Linked DNA regions of Mus musculus: all the other regions are linked to region 6. The links are chromatin contacts, called in public Hi-C, HiChIP or PLAC-seq and promoter capture Hi-C maps. All regions are on one chromosome and are shown on one strand. The core of a region is the stretch at or near the end of the contact, and the rest is flanking DNA. Distances in the headings are between cores, read along the strand shown.

The links. Promoter capture Hi-C pulls out the DNA fragments that hold promoters and counts their contacts. A called contact is a pair of places that touch in the nucleus more often than the background predicts. HiChIP or PLAC-seq counts read pairs in DNA pulled down with a chosen protein or histone mark.
Region 1: a promoter capture Hi-C map of hematopoietic stem and progenitor cells shows a contact between it and region 6, with 7 times the contacts expected there. The contact joins the enhancer-like site here to the promoter of Sp9 in region 6. A contact is called at or near these places in 12 of 39 promoter capture datasets (the 3T3-L1 cell line, the C10 cell line, HPC-7-derived erythroid cells and 8 more), 1 of 15 datasets of contacts at CTCF or cohesin (embryonic stem cells), 15 of 115 datasets of contacts at active chromatin or transcription factors (bone marrow-derived macrophages, craniofacial prominence, embryonic basal ganglia and 10 more) and 1 of 9 other capture datasets (macrophages).
Region 2: a contact with region 6 is called in an H3K27ac HiChIP or PLAC-seq map of embryonic stem cells, with 15 times the contacts expected there. The contact joins the enhancer-like site here to the promoter of Sp9 in region 6. A contact is called at or near these places in 5 of 39 promoter capture datasets (the 3T3-L1 cell line, embryonic stem cells, hippocampal neurons and 2 more), 1 of 15 datasets of contacts at CTCF or cohesin (embryonic stem cells), 11 of 115 datasets of contacts at active chromatin or transcription factors (craniofacial prominence, embryonic basal ganglia, embryonic forebrain and 7 more) and 1 of 9 other capture datasets (adipose tissue).
Region 3: an H3K4me3 HiChIP or PLAC-seq map of craniofacial prominence shows a contact between it and region 6, with 5 times the contacts expected there. The contact joins the enhancer-like site here to the promoter of Sp9 in region 6. A contact is called at or near these places in 8 of 39 promoter capture datasets (the 3T3-L1 cell line, the C10 cell line, the HPC-7 cell line and 4 more), 1 of 15 datasets of contacts at CTCF or cohesin (embryonic stem cells), 12 of 115 datasets of contacts at active chromatin or transcription factors (T-cell acute lymphoblastic leukemia, craniofacial prominence, embryonic basal ganglia and 8 more) and 1 of 9 other capture datasets (embryonic trunk).
Region 4: a contact with region 6 is called in a Hi-C map of muscle stem cells, with 3 times the contacts expected there. The contact joins the enhancer-like site here to the promoter of Sp9 in region 6. A contact is called at or near these places in 13 of 39 promoter capture datasets (the 3T3-L1 cell line, 3T3-L1-derived adipocytes, the C10 cell line and 10 more), 1 of 15 datasets of contacts at CTCF or cohesin (large pre-B cells), 4 of 484 Hi-C or Micro-C datasets (bone marrow-derived macrophages, embryonic fibroblasts, embryonic stem cells and 1 more), 14 of 115 datasets of contacts at active chromatin or transcription factors (bone marrow-derived macrophages, craniofacial prominence, embryonic basal ganglia and 8 more) and 2 of 9 other capture datasets (embryonic stem cells and macrophages).
Region 5: an H3K4me3 HiChIP or PLAC-seq map of embryonic basal ganglia shows a contact between it and region 6, with 7 times the contacts expected there. The contact joins the enhancer-like site here to the promoter of Sp9 in region 6. A contact is called at or near these places in 14 of 39 promoter capture datasets (the 3T3-L1 cell line, 3T3-L1-derived adipocytes, the C10 cell line and 9 more), 1 of 484 Hi-C or Micro-C datasets (cortical neurons), 14 of 115 datasets of contacts at active chromatin or transcription factors (bone marrow-derived macrophages, embryonic basal ganglia, embryonic forebrain and 9 more) and 3 of 9 other capture datasets (embryonic stem cells, embryonic tail and macrophages).
Region 7: an H3K4me3 HiChIP or PLAC-seq map of forebrain shows a contact between it and region 6, with 10 times the contacts expected there. The contact joins the enhancer-like site here to the promoter of Sp9 in region 6. A contact is called at or near these places in 8 of 39 promoter capture datasets (the 3T3-L1 cell line, embryonic stem cells, frontonasal cranial neural crest and 4 more), 1 of 15 datasets of contacts at CTCF or cohesin (large pre-B cells), 5 of 484 Hi-C or Micro-C datasets (adipose-derived mesenchymal stem cells, cortical neurons, embryonic fibroblasts and 2 more), 11 of 115 datasets of contacts at active chromatin or transcription factors (VIP interneurons, astrocytes, craniofacial prominence and 8 more) and 2 of 9 other capture datasets (embryonic stem cells and embryonic trunk).

Annotation. Positions count from the first base shown.
Region 1 is chr2:72,577,055-72,579,754 of GRCm38.p6, reverse strand. No RefSeq gene overlaps it. Among named protein-coding and RNA genes, the nearest start is that of Gm30069, 37 kb to the left of the region's middle. Within about 2 kb of position 1,299, at least 12 of the 459 cell types and tissues checked have an H3K27ac peak or open chromatin away from gene starts, as enhancers often do. A contact at or near this core is called in hematopoietic stem and progenitor cells, where this site is marked.
Region 2 is chr2:72,445,442-72,448,141 of GRCm38.p6, reverse strand. No RefSeq gene overlaps it. Among named protein-coding and RNA genes, the nearest start is that of Gm39847, 18 kb to the left of the region's middle. Within about 2 kb of position 1,346, at least 28 of the 459 cell types and tissues checked have an H3K27ac peak or open chromatin away from gene starts, as enhancers often do. A contact at or near this core is called in embryonic stem cells, where this site is marked.
Region 3 is chr2:72,556,777-72,559,476 of GRCm38.p6, reverse strand. No RefSeq gene overlaps it. Among named protein-coding and RNA genes, the nearest start is that of Gm30069, 57 kb to the left of the region's middle. Within about 2 kb of position 1,401, at least 21 of the 459 cell types and tissues checked have an H3K27ac peak or open chromatin away from gene starts, as enhancers often do. A contact at or near this core is called in craniofacial prominence, where this site is marked.
Region 4 is chr2:72,673,158-72,675,857 of GRCm38.p6, reverse strand. No RefSeq gene overlaps it. Among named protein-coding and RNA genes, the nearest start is that of 8430437L04Rik, 29 kb to the left of the region's middle. Within about 2 kb of position 1,382, at least 46 of the 459 cell types and tissues checked have an H3K27ac peak or open chromatin away from gene starts, as enhancers often do. A contact at or near this core is called in forebrain and muscle stem cells, where this site is marked.
Region 5 is chr2:72,596,598-72,599,297 of GRCm38.p6, reverse strand. No RefSeq gene overlaps it. Among named protein-coding and RNA genes, the nearest start is that of Gm30069, 17 kb to the left of the region's middle. Within about 2 kb of position 1,252, at least 18 of the 459 cell types and tissues checked have an H3K27ac peak or open chromatin away from gene starts, as enhancers often do. A contact at or near this core is called in embryonic basal ganglia, where this site is marked.
Region 6 is chr2:73,270,497-73,273,216 of GRCm38.p6, reverse strand. Sp9 (trans-acting transcription factor 9) reads right to left here and starts at 1,291. Exons shown (of 2, transcript NM_001005343.2): 1 at 1,126-1,291; 2 at 1-92. The coding sequence starts at 1,146.
Region 7 is chr2:72,425,079-72,427,778 of GRCm38.p6, reverse strand. The region is part of intron 16 of Map3k20 (mitogen-activated protein kinase kinase kinase 20); the gene reads right to left. Among named protein-coding and RNA genes, the nearest start is that of Gm39847, 38 kb to the left of the region's middle. Within about 2 kb of position 1,363, at least 45 of the 459 cell types and tissues checked have an H3K27ac peak or open chromatin away from gene starts, as enhancers often do. A contact at or near this core is called in VIP interneurons, cortical neurons, embryonic basal ganglia and 2 more, where this site is marked.

The DNA of each region.
Region 1 (2,700 bases), core at 50-2,549, 690 kb after region 6:
AACTCCTCCACCCCCATCCCCAGTACCTACCTACCCTGGCACATCAAGTCTCATCAGGACTAAGTGCATCCTCTCCCACTGAGTCCAGACAAGGCAGCCCAGCTAGGAGAAAGGGATGCAAAGGTGGGCCACAGAGTTCAAATCAAAGACAGCTCCCGCTCCAATTGTTCGGGACCCACATGAAGACCAAGCTGCACATCTGCTACATTTGTGTAGGAGGCCTAGGTCCAGTCCATGTATGCTCTTTGGTTGGTGGTTCAGTTTTTGTGAGCCCCCATGGGCTCAGGTCAGTTGGCTCTGTAGGTCTTTTTGTGGTGTACTTGACCCCTCCAGCTCCTCAGTCCCTCCTCCACTCTTCCATAAGACTCCCTGAGCTCTGCCTCTTCATCAGCTGCTGGAGGAAGCCTCTGATGACAGTTGTGCTAGGCCTCTGTCTCTGCTGGCAGTGCCCCAGATGGACCCGGCAGGCAGGGGCAGGGCTTTAGTTTCTTAAGTGGCTTCATTCAAAGTTATTGAACCATCTGCTCTATTTGCAAATGCAAGATAGTAACATGGAAACTATTCGTTGCAATCGTAATCTTTGCCTGTGAGTTAAGTGGGGACCTGCATCATCCCATTTGACCCTCAGAACATCTCTATCAGGCAGCTGCTACCACTAGGACAAACATGCTAGTTACAAAGTCTGATAATTTGCCCAGGACCACCTGGTGGCCATTCAAGTTCAAACAGACCCAAGCACTAGAATCCAAAGGACCACCTTGGACTGTTCTCTACTAACTTGCATGACAAAAAAGGAAACAATTCTCCCAAAGTAGATCCCACAAATTTGAGGTTATGAAGCCCACATTTATTCCAATTGACTCCTTCCATTTTCAAGTCTCTACAAGGCAGTGAAATCTTTGAACTTAACTTTTCACATCAGTCAAATGAAAGTTGGGCAGTTGGCTATTTGACCAGATTATATGTAGTGTGGGTTTGTGGTACACGTGAGTCTGCTTCAGGAAAAATCATGGTGCTTTTTATTCCTTTAAAAAGAGAAAAATAAATAGATGAATGGATGATGGATGGATGGATGGATGGTATCAGAACATTATTTATGAGTAGATCTTAGATCTACATTTCTTAGTTGAGTTTCTAGTAATGAGCTCTCTTGCCCTGATTCTTACTCCACACCCTTCTGACTTCAATATTTCCCCATCTGTCAGAAGAGTGTGCAAAAAGCCACAACACCAACTGACATGTGCATAGTCACTTTCCTCATCGTTTTGCAAAACATCTGACAGAAGGAAGAAGAGAGGTGGCTCAGCAGCTAAGAGCATCTGCTGCTTTTGCAGAGGACCTGGGTTCCATTCTCAATACCTAATAAGGAGGCTCATAACTGCCTGTAATTCCAGTTCCAGAGGATCTATGCTCTCTTCTGACTCCTGCAGACACATGTTGTGTACACATACACACTCAGGCACACATGCACACAACATAAAACAAATAAATCTTTTTTAAAAAACATCTAATGGAAACAACTTAAGGCAGGAGGGACTTCTAGCTCAGAAGAAGCACTCTATCACAGCAGGGAAGCCATGGCAACTAGAGAGGCTCAGTCTATGGAGGCTGTGCCAGGGCTTGTTTATATCTTGGCAGATCTGGAAGCAGAGAGCTCAGTTGAAAGTTAGGCTGGCCTTACCCTCCAAAGCTCACCCCTCTGGCCCACCTCTGCCAGCCATGCCTCCTACCACAAAAGTTCCACAACACCCATAAAGCATCAGCATCAGCTAAGGTCCAAGTGTTCAAGCACACAAGCGGATGGGGGGACAGTTTACACCCAAACCGTAATAGTTATTAGGCAGTCATTTGAAAGAAGTAAAACTCCTTGAAGAACCCCCATAGTTGGTCATAGCCAGCCTCTAAAGTTCATTCTTGGGCTCTAAAGCTAAGCCAGGTCAAAATAGTATAGCCCTTTTCATGTAGAGCTTGTCTAACGTATAAGATGTGTGCTTGATGCTGAATGCTACCAGGTTAGCACTCCTCCCAGCTCAGCCCCTGCCACATACCTGTCTTAGTCAGGGTTTCTATTCCTGAACAAACATCATGTCCAAGAAGCAAGTTGGGGAGGAAAGGGTTTATTCGGCTTACACTTCCATACAGCTGTTTATCACCAAAGGAAAAGGGTTTATTTGGCTTACACTTCCATACTGCTGTTTATATTACCAAAGGACATCAGGACTGGAACTCAAGCAGGTCAGAAAGCAGGAGCTGATGCAGAAGCCAGGGAGGGATGTTCTTTACTGGCTTGCTTCCCCTGGCTGCTCAGCCTGCTCTCATATAGAACCCAAGACTACCAACCCAGAGATGGTCCCACCCACAAGGGGCCTTTCCCCCTTGATCACTAATTGAGAAAATGCCTTACAGCTGGATCTCATGGAGGGTTTTCCTCAACTGAAGCTCCTTTCTCTGTGATAACTCCAGCTCTGTCAAGTTGACACAAAACTAGCCAGTACAGTACCTAACGCAGAATAAATGGTGAGTACAGGAAATAGTCAGAAAGTCACTGGCTTTGATTCCCTAAGTTCTAAATCTTGGCTTACTGTCTGGCCTTAAACAAACAATGGTATCCCTTTAAGCTCCAGCTATTCTATCTACAGAAGGGAGTGCCGCAATACCTCCCTTATAAGCAGACAACCAATGCCAGGGTCTCTCCTTCCT
Region 2 (2,700 bases), core at 97-2,596, 830 kb after region 6:
AGTAGTGAGCTGTGTGTGCCCATCGCAGATGTCAGCTACACCCCTGCTTTCATGTCACAATTCCATCTGTGTTGATGTTCTGAGAACATCAACTTTGGCTGGGCCTGCAGTGGCTGGAGAGCCTGCTCAGTCGCTCGGCTGTTCCGTTGCTTGGTTTTAATAAGAGTGATCAATACCATCAGTTTTCCCTTTAAATGCTAATGATGGCTTTAACACAGCAGATGCAGACATACAGTGTAGTGCAGATTAAAATTAGGCTCGAAATTAAATCGCCTACACGTAGCAAAGGAGCCAGTTTGGACATCTTGATAAACAGCCACAGCCAGCTGACGCATCTTGAATTGTCTTGCGCCCATCCTCAGCCTGAATGGACATGGTGAGGCCATTAGTGAGAGGGCTTAGGGCCTGGGGGATGGGGGAGGGGGGAGGGGAGGTGACTGTGGGGCACATTTTGTGCACAGCTCTGTGCACCAATTCACCCTGCATCTCTTCTTTGTTATTCCTGTGACAGGCAGTAACGGAAGGTCTGCATTCAGAGTCCTGTGCTAAGTGTACAAACTCAAAATGGAAAATGAATCCAATTTCCTACAAGGCAAGGAGAGGCATCCTGGGAAAACCAGGCTGGCCATTCCCTAGAAGGGTCTCAGGATACCCAGAATTGGCTTCAGAACATAACTGGTGTCTCTTCTTGGAGTTGTGCTCAGGGACCGACTCTCATTGCAAGCTCACAAGAGATAGACAGACAATCTCAGAAAGGTAACTATTTTAACACTAGATCTATTTTTTTTGGTTTGGAGGTGCCTATTAATGACAATGAGTGTGCAACTGAAGAAGAATTTGAAGATCTGAAGGCTTGGTAGTCTGATTAATTAGCTGTCCCATTCATTAATAAATAAGTTGAGTACCACTTAAAAGCTATACTGGTGACCAAGATATAATAATATAATGTAATGTATTGTAATATAAGAAATATGACATGATATATTATATATAACATATATACTATATAATATAATAACCAAATGTAGTTCCTGCTCCATGCAGCTAATAGCTTGGCCAAGCAAGCAAGCAAGCAAGCAAGCAAATGTAGACAAACTTGGGGATAATTCCATTAGAGATAAACATGACTGAGCAGTCAAGTAGTTCTGTGCACAGGGCAGGACAGTGGCAGCTGGAGATCGTGGAATTCCCTACTGGGAGCAGCATTTTTAGCTCTGGGCTGAAGGTTGACTGTGGAAGCAGGTTGGGGGTGTACAAAGTTTCAGCAGACAAAAGGATGACTAATTTGCATGGCTCAATGGCCTGAGGAAGCTCGATACAGAAAAGGTTCACGAGTTTGGTCACATGATCATCACCACCACAGCTGTGTACTTTGCAGACCGAGTGGATACCCTTGTTACTTTGGGAGAGCCCTGCTGGTTAATCCTGTTGTTTATGTGAACTTGGGCAGAGGATAGCCCACGTGAAGGTTTTGCTCACTTTTTTTCTCTCAGCCAGAACTGAGAGAAACACAGCTGTTGGTAGGGAAGGAACTTCTCCAGTAGTAAGAGAAACACCAGTTATCAGCATCTAGTCTTCATTTTAATTGTGAATGAACTGTAAGGTCAGAGAAGTCTCCAGTTTTTATTGTGTTGACTTGGACAGACATGGCCACTGGTTAGGCAATAGGCAAGAGACTGCGAAAGAAGCCACTGGTATGAGCAATGAATGTTTGGAAACTCTCCGTTGATTTGGCCACTCCAGTCACCTCATAAGGCAGAAAAGGCAGGTAGATGGGAAGAGCTAGGCCCTGTCTTGTTCTCTCTTCTCCTCAGGCCAGACAGGCTTCAAGGTAGTTCTCCAAGTCAACAATGGCAAGCAATTGTTCAAAGGCTCTTGAAGTGCAGTCTCTGTTATCTCAGAATTAAGTCATGCTGCATCCTGGACAAGTTCATACAACTAGATCATGATGCCTCCTGATAGCAGCTTCTGGAACCAGAGCTACAGAGCATACCACACCTGTACTAACTTGTCAAGGAGGAAGGATTCGTTATAGAGATGGGTCCTGGAAAGCTTGTAACTATCTCAGGACTCTGCATTGCAAGAGCTGCAGTGGAGTCGGAGCGCCTTGAGCTACTCTAGGATGTTTTGACCTTGGTATGTTGAACTACTGGATATTTTGACCACTCTCAGAAGACCCCAGGATATTTTGATTCTGTATTTATAGATAAACAATTAGACCAGCTATATAAGTATTGAGAAGTGATTTTTGGCAATACAAACACAGAGTAAAATTTTTTTAGCTAATTAATTTTCTATGTATGTAACATTTACCATTTTTATATTAATCATGTATGTGTGTGTGTGTATGGTGCGTATGGTGTGTGTCTGTCTGACTGTGTGTATTTGAGTGACAGCAAAACATCCATATGTATAAAATAAAAATAAATAAATCTTAAAAAGAAAAAACCAACAAGGCCCAGTATGGTGGTTTGTATGTGTTTGGCTTAGAGAGTGGCACTATCCGGAGGTGTGGCCTTGTTGGAGTAGGTATGGCCTTGTTGAAGGAAGTATGTCACTGTGGGGGTGGGCTTTGAAACCCTCCCTCTAGCCATGTGACAGCCAGTCTTCTGTTTGACTTGCTGTAGAACTTTCAGCTCCTCCAACACCATCCCTGCTTGGATGCTGCCTTACTTCCTGCCATGATGATAATGGGCTGAA
Region 3 (2,700 bases), core at 152-2,651, 710 kb after region 6:
TCCCCTTCTACAGGTACAAAGCAGAGGATACGGGCATTGCTTCAGCTAGCAGAGATGAAGAAACAACTGGGACCAGTTCTTCCCACCGAGCTTTAGAAACACGGTGAGCACTCAAAGGACCATCTCCCAGCCCTTAGCACTAGTTGCCCGTGGATTCCCAAAGCTCCTGAAACGAGCCTCCTACACACACGTCCACCTCTGCCCCCCCCCCCCCCCGCCACTCCCTCCCACACACACACACTCTCCCTTCTTCCTGACCTCCAAACTGCAGAGTCTCTGCATTGGAACTCAGCCTCTGCCCCCCCCCCCGCCCCCCGCCACTCCCTCCCCCACACACACACACTCTCCCTTCTTCCTGACCTCCAAACTGCAGAGTCTCTGCATTGGAACTCAGCTTAGTCACAGAACCTGTCTGTCACTCTTCACACCTGATGAGAGACATTGAGCTCCCAAAACACCCTCTGCGCAGAAGCCCACTACAATTTTTGCAACATGTCAGAATTTCCCTCTAGTATTGGCAAGCAGGGAGACCTTCAAAGAAAACCTGGATCACCGACCCCTGCAGCCTCTCCATAGAACACACGCTCTGGGTTGTTCAGTCCCTTGGATTCAGCATGGCCAACTTTGGCTCTAAATTCCCTTTAAAACAAACAAACAAGCAAACAAACTTGCATTCATTTGCATGCTGGCCCATCTCTCTCACTTAAGTGCAAGTGGTCCGGGGCCACACCCCATTTATCTCTGAACTGCCCATCCTTTTCCATTTTGTAGCAATGTCTACCCCCGGTAACTATTATGGGTTGGATTGTGTTCCTCTAAAATACTGTACTGAAATCCCGAACTTTATATCTCAATCTTTGACTGTGTTTAAAGACAAGGCTTGTATAGAGTTTTGCATTTTAGAAGAAGTTACTAGGCAATTGTTACAAAGGACCCTAACCCAATATGTTCATAAGAAGGAGGTTGGGAGTTGGAGACAGCCTAGCAAATAGCAAGAAGATCGTGAGAAGGCAGAGGTGAGGGAGGTATTCCAATCCACTAAGAAACAGCCAAGAGTATCAGCAGTCGTAAGGTGCTAAGAGAGAGGCACAGACACACATTCCTCTCACGATCCCCAGAAGGAGCCAACTCTACCAATGGCTATTAGTGTCCATGTAACTCCAGAACAATGAGGCAATAAATGTCGAATGTACAAGCCACTGAGTTATGTCACCTTGCTACATACAACAGCCTTAGTAAACTGATAGAGTAGTTTAATTTGCCCAGTAAATTATTTAGTCAGAAAGGTCTAGAAGAGAAGAGCTTATGGTCTCCTTGAAGGCGAGACCTTGCCCGCTGTGTTACCCTGTATGAAACCTGATATACTGTGCAGTATTGGACCTAGCCTCCTTATTCGCTTTAACAATCCAGATTGGCTTTGCAAGGCACAACTGTAAGCCAGCTGTTTGCAAAGAAGGGGGTGGGTAAGCTGTAAAAACCTCAGAGGAAGGCTCTGGTTGGCTGTTACTGGTTTGAGGAATTTTGAGTGGCGAGTTACAGCCAATCTAAGAAGTATTCCCCTTAGTTCATGAGGGCTCTCCTAAAGGCCTGCATCCCATTTGTGCTCCTTTCTCCCTGACCTCAGTTTCCCTATGTATAAAACAGGCTGCTGCTAGCTTAGTCATCCCCAGAGAGACTTTGAGAGTCTCACATAACTTACGTATCTAATTACTTCAGTGCTAATGTTTTTCCATAAATACATCATGAGCAAAATTCTACATAATGCCGGATCTGCCAGCGCCGTCCCAGTGTGCAGTAGAAGCGTAAACACTTTTCTTTCTTTGAGGAAGTTCTTTATGAGCATTAAATGAGCAGATGATTTGTTGAAAAAGAACAGCAAATCAGAAACACACACACAGAGAGAGAGACTGCTCGAACGATGATTGTTCTTGAATGCTGCTCCAAATCTCTGTCTTCTCCCCACTCCTCATTCCTCTGACAAACAGCTAAGTCCCCAGCATGTCTGCAGGAGCGAGACCTTCATTTTCCTACCCGTTCCTTCCACTTACCCTTAGTGCCTCTGTCATTGCAGCCAGCTCAGGGAGCCCCCAATCTCCTTGGCTTGCTTTCTCCATTACTTCCACAGCTGGAAATTCTGCCCTGGCTGGCCCAAGCCCAGCAGCTCCCACCCTGGCTCCCTCCCTCTGGGCTTAGTGATTCATCCATCACCCAGGCTCTTCAAATCTCACCTTAAAAGCTTCCCACCCCCTAAGTTTTATCTTGCTGTCAGCTCTCAATGCAAAATGTTTTGGGACACTTTGTATTAAGTGTGTTATTGGCACTAATGGTACGCACGAATCAATTGTATTAAATCTTCATGACTTCAGGTAATTGGTCTGGGAAAATGACATTCTCAATTTCCCCGTAGGATTTTGAATTTGTCTCTGTGTTCTTTCTCTTCCCACCCCCCACCCCCAGCCCCTTGGTGCTGTTTTGAACAAACAACAAAAATTACATAAACTGTCGAATCTCCTTTGCCTCCATTTTCCCTCCTGCACCTTCTCATTGTGTGAATTGGCATCGTCTCCCAATGCAGTCCCGTTTACTTCTGGGCCCACGGTATAATTTAACTTTCCGCAACATAAAATAAGTCAGCAGCGATTTTTTTTTTGACTTGTTCTGACAATATCCAAAGTTGTCTCTCACTGTTTTTATTTAAAG
Region 4 (2,700 bases), core at 133-2,632, 600 kb after region 6:
TATTCAGGCCTATGCATGGATGTAAATATAAGGCAGACTCTATGGAAGTATACACAGCAAGTTGATAGCATAGGAAGTGTGGCTACATTAGGTGACAAGGATTAAAGATAATTTTATGATTGTCTACATTGTCTCAAGGTTCTCCAGGAAGGAAGTCATGCTTTTCTTATCTAATGAAATCATACAGTTTGCACAGATGATATTTAGGATATGGCCTGTGTTATAAACACATTTGCACATGTACAAATTCCTATGCCTAAAATAAGAACTGTCAATAAGTATCAGTATAATTGGAGATATTTAAATGTATGGAAACCAAAAACTCAAACAATCAGGTACCCAGCCAGCCAGCTTGGTTCAACGCCTTTGGAGCCCTGCTTAGGATTCTGTTCCCTTTAATCCACCCTTCTCAAATCCTTCCTCAATATCTGTCTTCTCTAACCTCCTCTCTCTCCCCAGGCTCTTTAGGGGGAAGCTTGATGGAAGCTGGAATGATCCCCCTACTCCCAGCCATTGTCACAGAGGATAAACCCCTCCCCTGAGTGCTAACCCTCCCCTCCTGCTGGGTACTCACCATCTCCAGGGGCACTTAGTCTGCTCTTTGGCGTGGAGCATCCCTGGAGAATCTGCTAGTGTCCTGAGTCCTGAGACTGAATCCCAGCCGTCCTTAGAGTCCTTAGACAGGGACACCGTGTCTCCAAAACTGTAGCAGACACAGCTGGGACACAGGACTTGGGGATGTACAATGGTTTCCACATTATCTCTGAGGGAAAAGGAAACACATTTCTCTCTCATGTGGCTCAGCCACTAAAAATGGCTTAGACTACCATACGCTCATAGATCTTAAAAGGAAAGCTATCTGGAACAACTCATGAGATGCCTAAGAAAGTAGATGGCCTTTTCGTCAGCAATGCCACTCACAGTCTTCCTGATGAAAATAGTCAAAAAGGAAGGTAGGGATGTGTGCAGAGAGATTCATTGTACCATTGCTTACGGCTAAGTCCAAAAATGGTTAAATGAAGGCAGGGTCAGTCCAGGTAGTGATACTATGTAGCCATCAACAAAGAATGAAAAGGAGGAGGAGAGGTATGGGAAGAGAAGGCTGCCGTGAACTGTGGAATTGTGCTTATGACTAGATTTTAAAGAAATTACCAGCAATCAGAATTATCTCGTGCACACGATCTTTCTATAAAAAGGGGAAAAAAAAAGAAGACTCCGGGGAGGTACAGGGCGAGGAAGCATGATAAGGGGAGCCTAGAAGAGAGAGAGCCAGAGAAACACAGGGTTAACTGGCAGAAACTGTCTCCAGCCATGGTGTGCTTCTATCCCTGCAGCCGCAACAACTGGGGGAGGAGAATGGGGGCGGGGGCGGTGAGCAGACAATTTGGCTGACTAAGTGGGAGGCAGAATATCACACAGCTGCCTTCCCCACAGCTGGATTGGCTTTGCAGTGTTGACAGTTTGGAAAAAAAAGGAGAGAGAGAGAGAGAAAGAGAGAGAGAGAGAGAGAGAGAGAGAGAGAGAGAGAGAATAAAGTCTTGTCTATGGCTGTGAGGCAGGCAGCTGGGATGTGACCCTAGCAGGGAGCCCTGGTTTGATCAGTAGAAGTTACTGATTTATCTTGAATTGTAGAGCTATAATTTTTTAGCTCTGATGAAGTTTCCATTATATTATGTTGGCTTTTTTTTTCTTCTCCCCGGGGCTTCTAAGCATTAAAAAAATATATATTTTATTCCATGCTTTGAAAACTCTCCATAAACAAAATCACTGTGATACACACTTTCCTTCCTCCTGATCTATTACTGACTTTCTACCACACCCAAACAGTAAGTCAACTGTTGAAAATCTAAACTGAGAAGAGGAGGAGGAGGAGGAGGAGGAGGAGGAGGAGGAGGAGGAGGAGGAGGAGGAGGAGGAGGAGGAGGAGGAGGAGGAGGGAGAGAGGGAGGGAGGGAGGGAGAGAGACAGGCAGAGAGAGAGAGTGAGTCAGAGTCTAAGCTGACACACACAGGAAAAATGAACCCGGAGATTAGCTAATTACTCAATGAACTTCAGCTGGGTAGACAATCTGCCAAACTCATACCACTGGGGGGGGGGGGGGGGAGGGAATTATTTGTAGTTGTCTCCCCTGTCTCCCCTTCCCTCCCCTCTCCCTTCTCAGTCATGGTCCCAAATATATGAATGACAGCTCCAATTCTTTTACTGTGGCTTGGGTCAGCTTGCTACTGCTACTTAGGTCAGAGGTCAAGTAGTTACGAGAATGATATTAACACATCACTTCTGAGCGTTCTCTGTTGGCTGGAAGCATCTATTTTCGAACTCCTGCAGGTGGCCGCCTCTCACAAAGCATGTCAGATGTTGCAGGATGCAAAAAGGTTCAAGGGCCCGTAGATTTCAGACGCTTCTGTGGGGCCTTTTCACAAGTCCCTGCTACCGTTCAACATAATTTTCATGGCTCTTAGGGACTTAAATGCAAGTGAGCAATTTTAAAGAAATCAAAATATGACAAAAGGAATAAAGGCCCACTTTTCTGAAGCAGTCCTCGCTTGTCTCTCCTCCACCCACCAGTCGCCCTAGCTGGTAGATTCAGCCAATATTTGAGAAGGGCTTAAAACTTTTAAAAAGGGTTTAACCAGACCAAATTAATAGAGAACCCAAGGCACACATTAGATTACCATAAATTAAAAGACTGAAAAAAAA
Region 5 (2,700 bases), core at 3-2,502, 670 kb after region 6:
TCCCACCATGTTAAGCTATGGGCTGATAATGGAATGCTGAGACCCCGTTCTCAGATTCTAACACACTGGCTCTCAGTCTTCCTAATGCTATGACCCTTTAATACAGTTCCTTGTGTTGTGGTGACCCCCAACCATAAAGTTATTTTCTTCTTATTTCACAACTGTAATCTTGCTACTGTTATGAACTGTAATGTGCATATCTAATATTCAGGATATCTGATATGCGACCCCAGAGGGGTCGTGACCGACAGGTTGAAAACTGCTGTTTTAACAGGTCACTCGAGGCCCAGGAAGCTCTCTGTTCTTAGCAGCAGTGCCTCTATGGGCTGGGTATCACACTGAGAAATACTGATAGATATATAACTTAGATGTTAACAGGTGAACCATTCAGCTCTTTAATAAAAGATTATATTTTTTTAAACTGTTTTCTTATAAAGCCAAGCATAGTGACATACACCTTTAATCTCAGTACTTGAGAAGCAGAGTTAAACAGATCTCTGTGAATATGAGGCTAGCCTAGTCTACGGAGTTCAAGACCAGTCAGGGCACACATTAAATGCCTGTATCAATAGAAAGAAAAAAATAGTGCACTTATAAATGAGTTAACAAGATTAACAACACTCTTAATTTTGCATCAAAGGATATTAATAAAGAGTGAAATATCACTTCTATCTGGCTAACTCATGCCTACTTTATGCACTAGTGTGGCCTTGGCAAATTTCTCTGCAGCCCAGAGTATACAGCCCAACATAGTATGGCATGTTCCAGCCAAGCAAGGAGACACCTGAGCAAAGGAAGAGATGGATTTGTTTTCCTGTCTAAACAAAATCTCAAACTCCATCCCATTTTATTTGCTCCTAAAACATAATCATCGAAGCTCCATCAAACCTGTCAAATATTAGAGATACACTTGACCTGGGCTGAAGTATCAGGAATTTTTAAACATTTAACTCCTAGCGTGTATTGGTATGAAACTAAGCTGAGCAGAACCCATTAATGTCACAGTGATCGGTTACCAATGGAAATAAATAATTCATGATGAAGGGAATTAGTCTAATTAGCAGGCAGTTTGAGTCCTTTGATAAAACCCCGCTCTAATTCCATGAAGGGCAGGAAGTGCTGTCATCAGTCAGCCCTGAAAAGATTAGCATCTATTATGAATGAGGTTCGTCACCCTAGCGAAGTCATGTGTGTCCTGGAGACAAACTTAATATGTTCCAGAATGGGACACAGTTTGTCTCACCAACACATCACGATTCCTACCAGGCTATTGTATGTAATAACAAGCAAAGATCAACGCTCTGTCCTACCATTCGCTCCCCTGTCCATCATTCTGACAACTGCGCAAATACATTTTCCATGCAAAGCAGGGAATGTGCCCTGAATACTTGCGAAATTGTGCAAGATGTCAAAGAAAATATGTGTTACTTTCTCACTCACCAAAACAAACACATGGAATCAAATGTCACCCCGGAAACTGACGGTTTCAAAGATGGTGGGCAATAGAGTTTGTCAGGCTTGGTGTATACACATTTCATTTTAAAAACTGTTGTCAGCCCTCTCCGGGGAATTTGCTTCCCTGCTTATCTCTTGAGATATTGGAGTTACAAGATCAATCACAGGCTTGCGGCTTCTGCAACTACAGATAAGTGGAGCTGAGTGTCCTAAGCAAGGCAACTCCGAGAATGCCAAACTCACATGAGAGAGCAACACAAAGCTGTTTTGTTTTTCATTACAGCACATAAATGGCTTAGATCGTCGGGATGGCTCGAAGATTTATAGTTTCGGAATGTATCTGGCCTGGTGTGTCTAAAAGATGTTGACTGTTCCACACTGCGCAAAACCCCACATTATTTTGCAGCCCACAAGCGGATGTGGCATCAGCTGTGTTTCCATTTTTACTTATGAGCCTTTTGAAATTACATGTTTCCATTTTGCAACTTGATGTAATAATGAAGAAACTCCAAATTTGTAAGTTATTGTATTGCTTGTTTTTATTGTGTAAAATTAATTGCTTCACTTATTTATGTCATTAAGGGGAGAGACCATTTTGCACATTTTATCATTTGCTGTAATAATTAACATGCCAATAACACCACAAAAGCTTTGGAAACAAGGCAGATCATGCCCGGATGTCTGAGCAGCATACAACTCAGGAAGTCCCGTAGGTCAGAAAGGCTGCTTCAGAAAAACATGGTGATGAATGTAGTATCCCATGGGGGTACCAACCCTGAAGAGTGATACCAAGGCATAGAAGTCTGTTTAGTCAAATAGGACACCTGTTTGTTTGTTTGTTTGTTTGTTTGTTTTTTCCAGAAACATAGCCTAGTTCATCAAAGTTGCAATCCCCTGCCCACATGCAGTTGGAGTAGATACTGATGCTACAGGCTTCCCAGGCTGCACAAACAGTACCGATGGCCCACTTAGATTTGAAAACAACCTGATCAGCATTCAGTGCAGGGTCTTTAAATTACATGTTCATTACAGGGTTAGATATTGGGCCTATCCAGGGCTAGAGTAATAACTGGCTCAGCAGTTAAGACCACTGACTGCTTTTCCAAAGGTCATGAGTTCCTAAATTCGCAGTACCCATGTTGTGGCTCACAACCATCCACAAAGGAACCTGATGTCCTCTTCTGTCATGCAGCCACACATGCAAATAGAGCATTCATATACATGAACCACACATGCGCACGCATA
Region 6 (2,720 bases), core at 42-2,541:
TCGGGCAGGGTCGTCAGGGGGCTCGTGTTGCCGATCTTGTTGCAGGTCGCCGCCAGCATGGCCAACGGGGTCGTTCCGAAGCGTGGCTCTTCCTAGAGTGGGTGGGGTGAAGGAGGGAGCGAGGAGGAGGAGGAGGAGGGCAGGGAGAAGTGGGGGAAGACACAAAGTGCACCGGTGAGCAGCCTCGTTCCCCCCGCGCAGATCCCGGAGGGCCCTGGCACCCCGGCTCGCGCCTCCTCCCCGCACGCTGGCGGGGGACGCGCCGCGCCCCGCGCAGGACAGAGGCGACCACGAGCGAGTAGGAAAGTTGTTCCTCAGTGAGACTATAGATCAGAAATGCCTCGGTTTTCGCCACTTCGTTCGCTGCCACCCTTGTCTAGAATCAGACTTGGGTTGACGCCATAAGCCCGCTCATCTCCCAGAAGCTCCCAAGTCGCCCTTCCGGGTGTAGCACGAAGGTAAACACACACAAGAAATAACGGGTGAGGGCGGGGGGTGGTGGCCAAAACAGCCACCCAGTGCTGGAAGAAACTCTTAGAACATTCCTCGAATGAGTGGCTACGACTTGGCTATTTTCTTTTATAGTTCAGAAACGTAGTTTTGATATTTACACAACGCACACGATTACAAAAAGAATCCAAGTATAAGCGGCTTTCAAAGTCAAGGGCAAACTGGGGAGCCACGCTAATGTAAGTGTTTATTAATGTAACTTCGTGGCCTGCAAAACAAGACTTTCCAGAAAACACTGTAATGTAATGCAACAACCCCCAAACCAAGTGGCGGGGGGTGGGGTTGGGAGTGGGGGAGTGATGTTAAAATCAAGAAGGGAAGAAAAGAAACATTCGGCTTTGCCTCAAAAACCAGTTAAAAGGGAACTTGCTTAAGACATTCTTTTCTTGCAAAGGCAAAAGGTCCCAGGTTCCAATAACTTGAAAAGATCGGTTCCAGAAATGTAGAAAATGCTAAAAGGAAACCAGAGCTGTGGTATAGCAACAGTTTCTTGAGAGATTCTGGCCCAGAGAAGCCATAAGAAAACAAAACAAAAACAAAAAACCACCACCAACAACACAAAAACAAAACAAACAAAAATGAGCAAAGCCTTTGCAGCGAGTCTTTTTCACTTACCCCAAGTATAGACGTGGCCATAGCAGGTTTTGGGCTGCGCGGCGAGGCCCGGAGCGGTGTTAAGCCTGGCGGCTGCTGGGAATCACGATTCAGGTCCCGCGCGGCTCCCGCGTCCCGCGCTCGCGCCGAGCGGACTCTGGGCTCCCGCCGGCAAAACTCAGCCTAAGTGCGAGGAGCACCCGCTTTGAAGTGCCGCTGGCTGCGCCTCTCGCCCAATGAGGGCGCAGGCAGAGCAGACGGGAGCTGCCCCGCAGCCAATCAGACGCTCCGAGGGGCCCGAGCCCGGGCTCCTGGCGCGTGCCAGTCAAGTCTGCGGGCGTGGGTGGGAGGGGGGCGGGCTAGGGACAGAAGAAATTACAGTGCAATTAAAAATTTACACACACTCACGTACCAAGCCAGGTTTAAGTACTGTTGAGACCAAGCCGCAGGCCCCCACCACTCCCACCACCCTGGCCACCTTGCTACGTAGGGCTGACAGTCTTCACTCTCCACTTGTGGGAAAGAAGCAGGAGAGGGACACCCCGGCCTAGGGCACAAGCAGAAATGGTCTGCGTTCACTTTGTGTGTACACGTTGTTGCTGCGAAGAACTTGAACTTGTAGCCATCACTCTTGCGATGGATTTATCCTTGTCGTGGTCGTTTTCCCAGATTCCTGCTCCCACCGTACTCTTTTTATACTCAGAGTCCTATTGAGCAGAGGGCGCAAAGGACAGCTGGGCCTCTCCAGGCAGGTCTACACCCACAGACTTGTTAGGAGAGCCCAGAGCCTGCTGCATCCCGCCATTTCCCTCCAGCGGTCTAAGTGACTTCCTAATTGTCGCTCTGGCCTCTGACCCAGGGGGTAATACAAGTGCCTATCACACCAGAAGCTCCTGGTGGTAATTGAGGGCACCCTTTGTATGGCTTCGCCAGCGCCTAGATACCAGGTTAACCCAGTTGTCAAATATGACTAAACAGTGGGACGTGCTGATTATCTGCCAGGTTTTTCTGGGGGCTGGCGTGGGGGTGGGAAGCATCAGCCCATACAACACTCTGCACGAAGCCGCTTATTTTCACATTGTAACAACTTTGGAAACGGAGACCGGCGCGAGCGGCGTCCGCCCCCCCACCGCCACCCCCGCCGAAGCTGCAGCTTGCACCGCTGTTTGTTTAACCCGGTGGAGATTTGCATGTCGGATTTCAGGTTGAAGTCGAGTTTTAGGGGATGTTTATAGAGTCATTTTTCTTGCTTCAGATTCAAACTATCTCCACTGCAGACTGCTAGGGCCTAGAAACTCCGTCTTCAGGGCCAAGGGACTCCAAAGGAAGGCTCATCTTCATCAGGCACCCTGCTGACACAGCCTTTGGAGGACCTCTCCGGAGCCTTCACCGAGAGAGTCTGCGAAAGCCAGGCCACACGTGGGCGCCTCCGCCTTCTGCAAGCTGGAAGCATCTTCAAAGCCTCTCTGGACCTTGGTGTAAAAAGAGGTGTCCTCACGCATCGCAAGGCGCCGCCGCTGGAGGGTTTCCTGTTTCTGGGCATTACTTTTGTCTTTTCCAGGGTAGCCAGAGGCAGCTTTTGAACTAGAAATACCAGCGCCCTCAGGCAGGTCTGG
Region 7 (2,700 bases), core at 114-2,613, 850 kb after region 6:
TGGAGAAATATAAAAACCACCAACTGTGGGAGTACTTTAAAATATAAACTAGAGCGGTCAGAATAAACTTTCTGAAAAAGCAGAGCCGGGAGAGAAAGATGCAGCCATAGCAGCTGACTGGCTTTTGCGAAGCAATCCCGGATTAAAAACAAAACCCACAAAAATAATATTGGCTACAGCTGTATACAAAGCAGGGAGATGCTACTGATGGAGGTCTCTGAAGGCTCCTTTACATGTGTCACCATTATCCAGCTCAGCTGCCAGAACCTGCTGTGTCAAAGGCAGGCAAGTGGCACGTCCTGCGATAGCACCTGGGTTATTTACCATTAAGTATAACCCCGCCACGCTGTATTTTATTATGCCGTCTTTAGAAGGAAGAGAATACAAGTATGGTTAATTTGCTTCTCTTCTTTATCTATACGGTGTCGTGACCCATCACGGCTTTGTCCCACGAAATTGGTTTTTTCCAACCCAAAAGAAATCCACAAGAAAGTCTCCCTAAAAATTCCATTAATAACCTCCTTTCAGCGCGCATAGGTTGCAGGGTCTGGAACTAAGAATGTTTTAATCTCTTCAGCAAAACAATGTCTCATAATGATGTACAGGACTACTGCCGCCCTGATGAAGAATCATACATAATTCAGCACCTTTCCCTCTGGCACCACTGTGATAGCCTCATTAGCCGCGGCTCACAGTGTCTGTCAGATGGTGTCCATGCGAACGCAGGCATTATATTGTCTTTGAGATGTGCAGCTGCTTCCGTGACACTGCCAGTATATAAAAACATGACGCCAGTTTGTTTTATTTAGTGCTAAACCTTCCAGTTTGTAAAAACAAGGCTGACACAGAGCCTGACATGAGGCAGTGAAAATAATTAGCTCTCATTTTCTCAGCCTCCTATTTCCTTCTCCCTGCTGTGTTCTCTTTCCACTAAACCACCACATGTCAGTCGAAATGGGAGGCAATTAGTGGGCTCATTTCAGTCTCCACAACTGTGCTGAAAAGAAAGTATTTATGATGGCACAATGAGCAGCTGAAAGATTAAATAACATTTGCCTTTTGAAAAGAAAATGACTTCTAGCTAAATGGGCAATTTTTGATTATTCTCAAACAAGCTTAGAGTAGTTGGTTTTTAAAATACAAGAAAGGAAAATGAGTCATTTTTAGGTGAAAGAATCAAATAAAACTTGACACAGTAATGCAAATAACTGATGTTTTATTGCAAAATATGTAAATGTGTTATACCCTTAACAATGGCTGGTGTCTAAGGTCAGGGCAGACTGGTGCCAAGGAGACACCAGTGGAGATAAGGTTGTTATATCGCCTTTTGGGGGGTTGTTATTGGAGTTACGTATGAAAAGGGGCCGTAGGGATGACGGGAAGTAAGACACACCGAGCGAGACACACTTTCACAGGACACACTAGGCTTGAGTATCTAAGGTGGTTCGGATATTAGTTAACGGCTTAGAAAGGGCTTTACAAATTTTGCATTTGGAATTGGAAGATAGTTATCTTGTAAAAAAATGAATAATTAGTTTTGCTATTGATTTCCCATTAATTAAGAATATTCTGTGTCGGACTAGGTTCCTAAATGAATATAGACAGTGGCCTGGCTTACCTAAGTGCTCATCTGACCCTTTCAATACTGAGACATTTGCTGCCTTTAAACTTTTACTCAAGATTCTCAGGATATAAAAGTAGCTACTTGTAAAGTTGTCCTCCTATCCCATGACGAGCAGTAGATTTATGAAAAAGCCCTGACTTGGGGGCGGAGATACGCACTCTTTACCATTTGAGCCATTTTCAATCCAAATTCTAACATGCAGGATTGGGAGAGCTGTCGTGTGTCCTTGCGTTCCAGTGCTTTTAATTTTAATGTAACGAATGTGTCTGTTTTGGAGTTTGTTATTCTCAAAACCTGTAAGTGACCTTCTCAGTACAAAGCTTACAATGGTACCCAGAAACTTCTAAAAGCAAAGACCTCTGTCCAGATCCCAAACTGTGCCTGCTGTCTAGGAATCGTCAACTAGAGTGACCACAGAGGGTTTCAGAAGACAGGCACGGATTTAGATTTTCATATCCCTGTCTCCAGAAGTCTATTTTCACTGCTCACAAATCTAAATCCTGCCTTTTGATTCATACAATATGGTCAGTGTGAGACAATATAAGTCAGTGCTGATTCAGAAGTCAGGTGACCATGGCTAAAAGGTTAAAAGGCTAGAGTGGTCCCTGAGCTCTGGTATCCTGAAAACCAGCACCAACATGTCTGTATTAAGCCTGTGTTTGCTCACATGTGCGACATACATCACTGTGGGCTATTTTTAAAGGGATACATAATCCCAAGGAAGGCTAAAAATGACCCAATCGTGTGCTAGAGGCAGCTCTCCCAAGTGGATTGTTTTTTCTTTTTAAAATTTTTTTAAAGATAATTAATTTATTTTTATTTTATGTGCACTGGTGTTTTGTCTGAGTGTGTCTTTGTGAGGGTGTCAGATGCCCTGGAACTTTTTTTTTTTAATTAGGTATTTTCTTCATTTACATTTCAAATGCTATCCCAAAAGTCCCCCATCCCTGGAACTTTAGTTACAGACAGAGTGAACTGTCATATAGATGTCAGAAATTGAACCCTGGTTCTCTGAAAAAAACAGCAAGTATTCTTAACTGCTGAGTCATCTCTCTACACACCCCTACACACACACA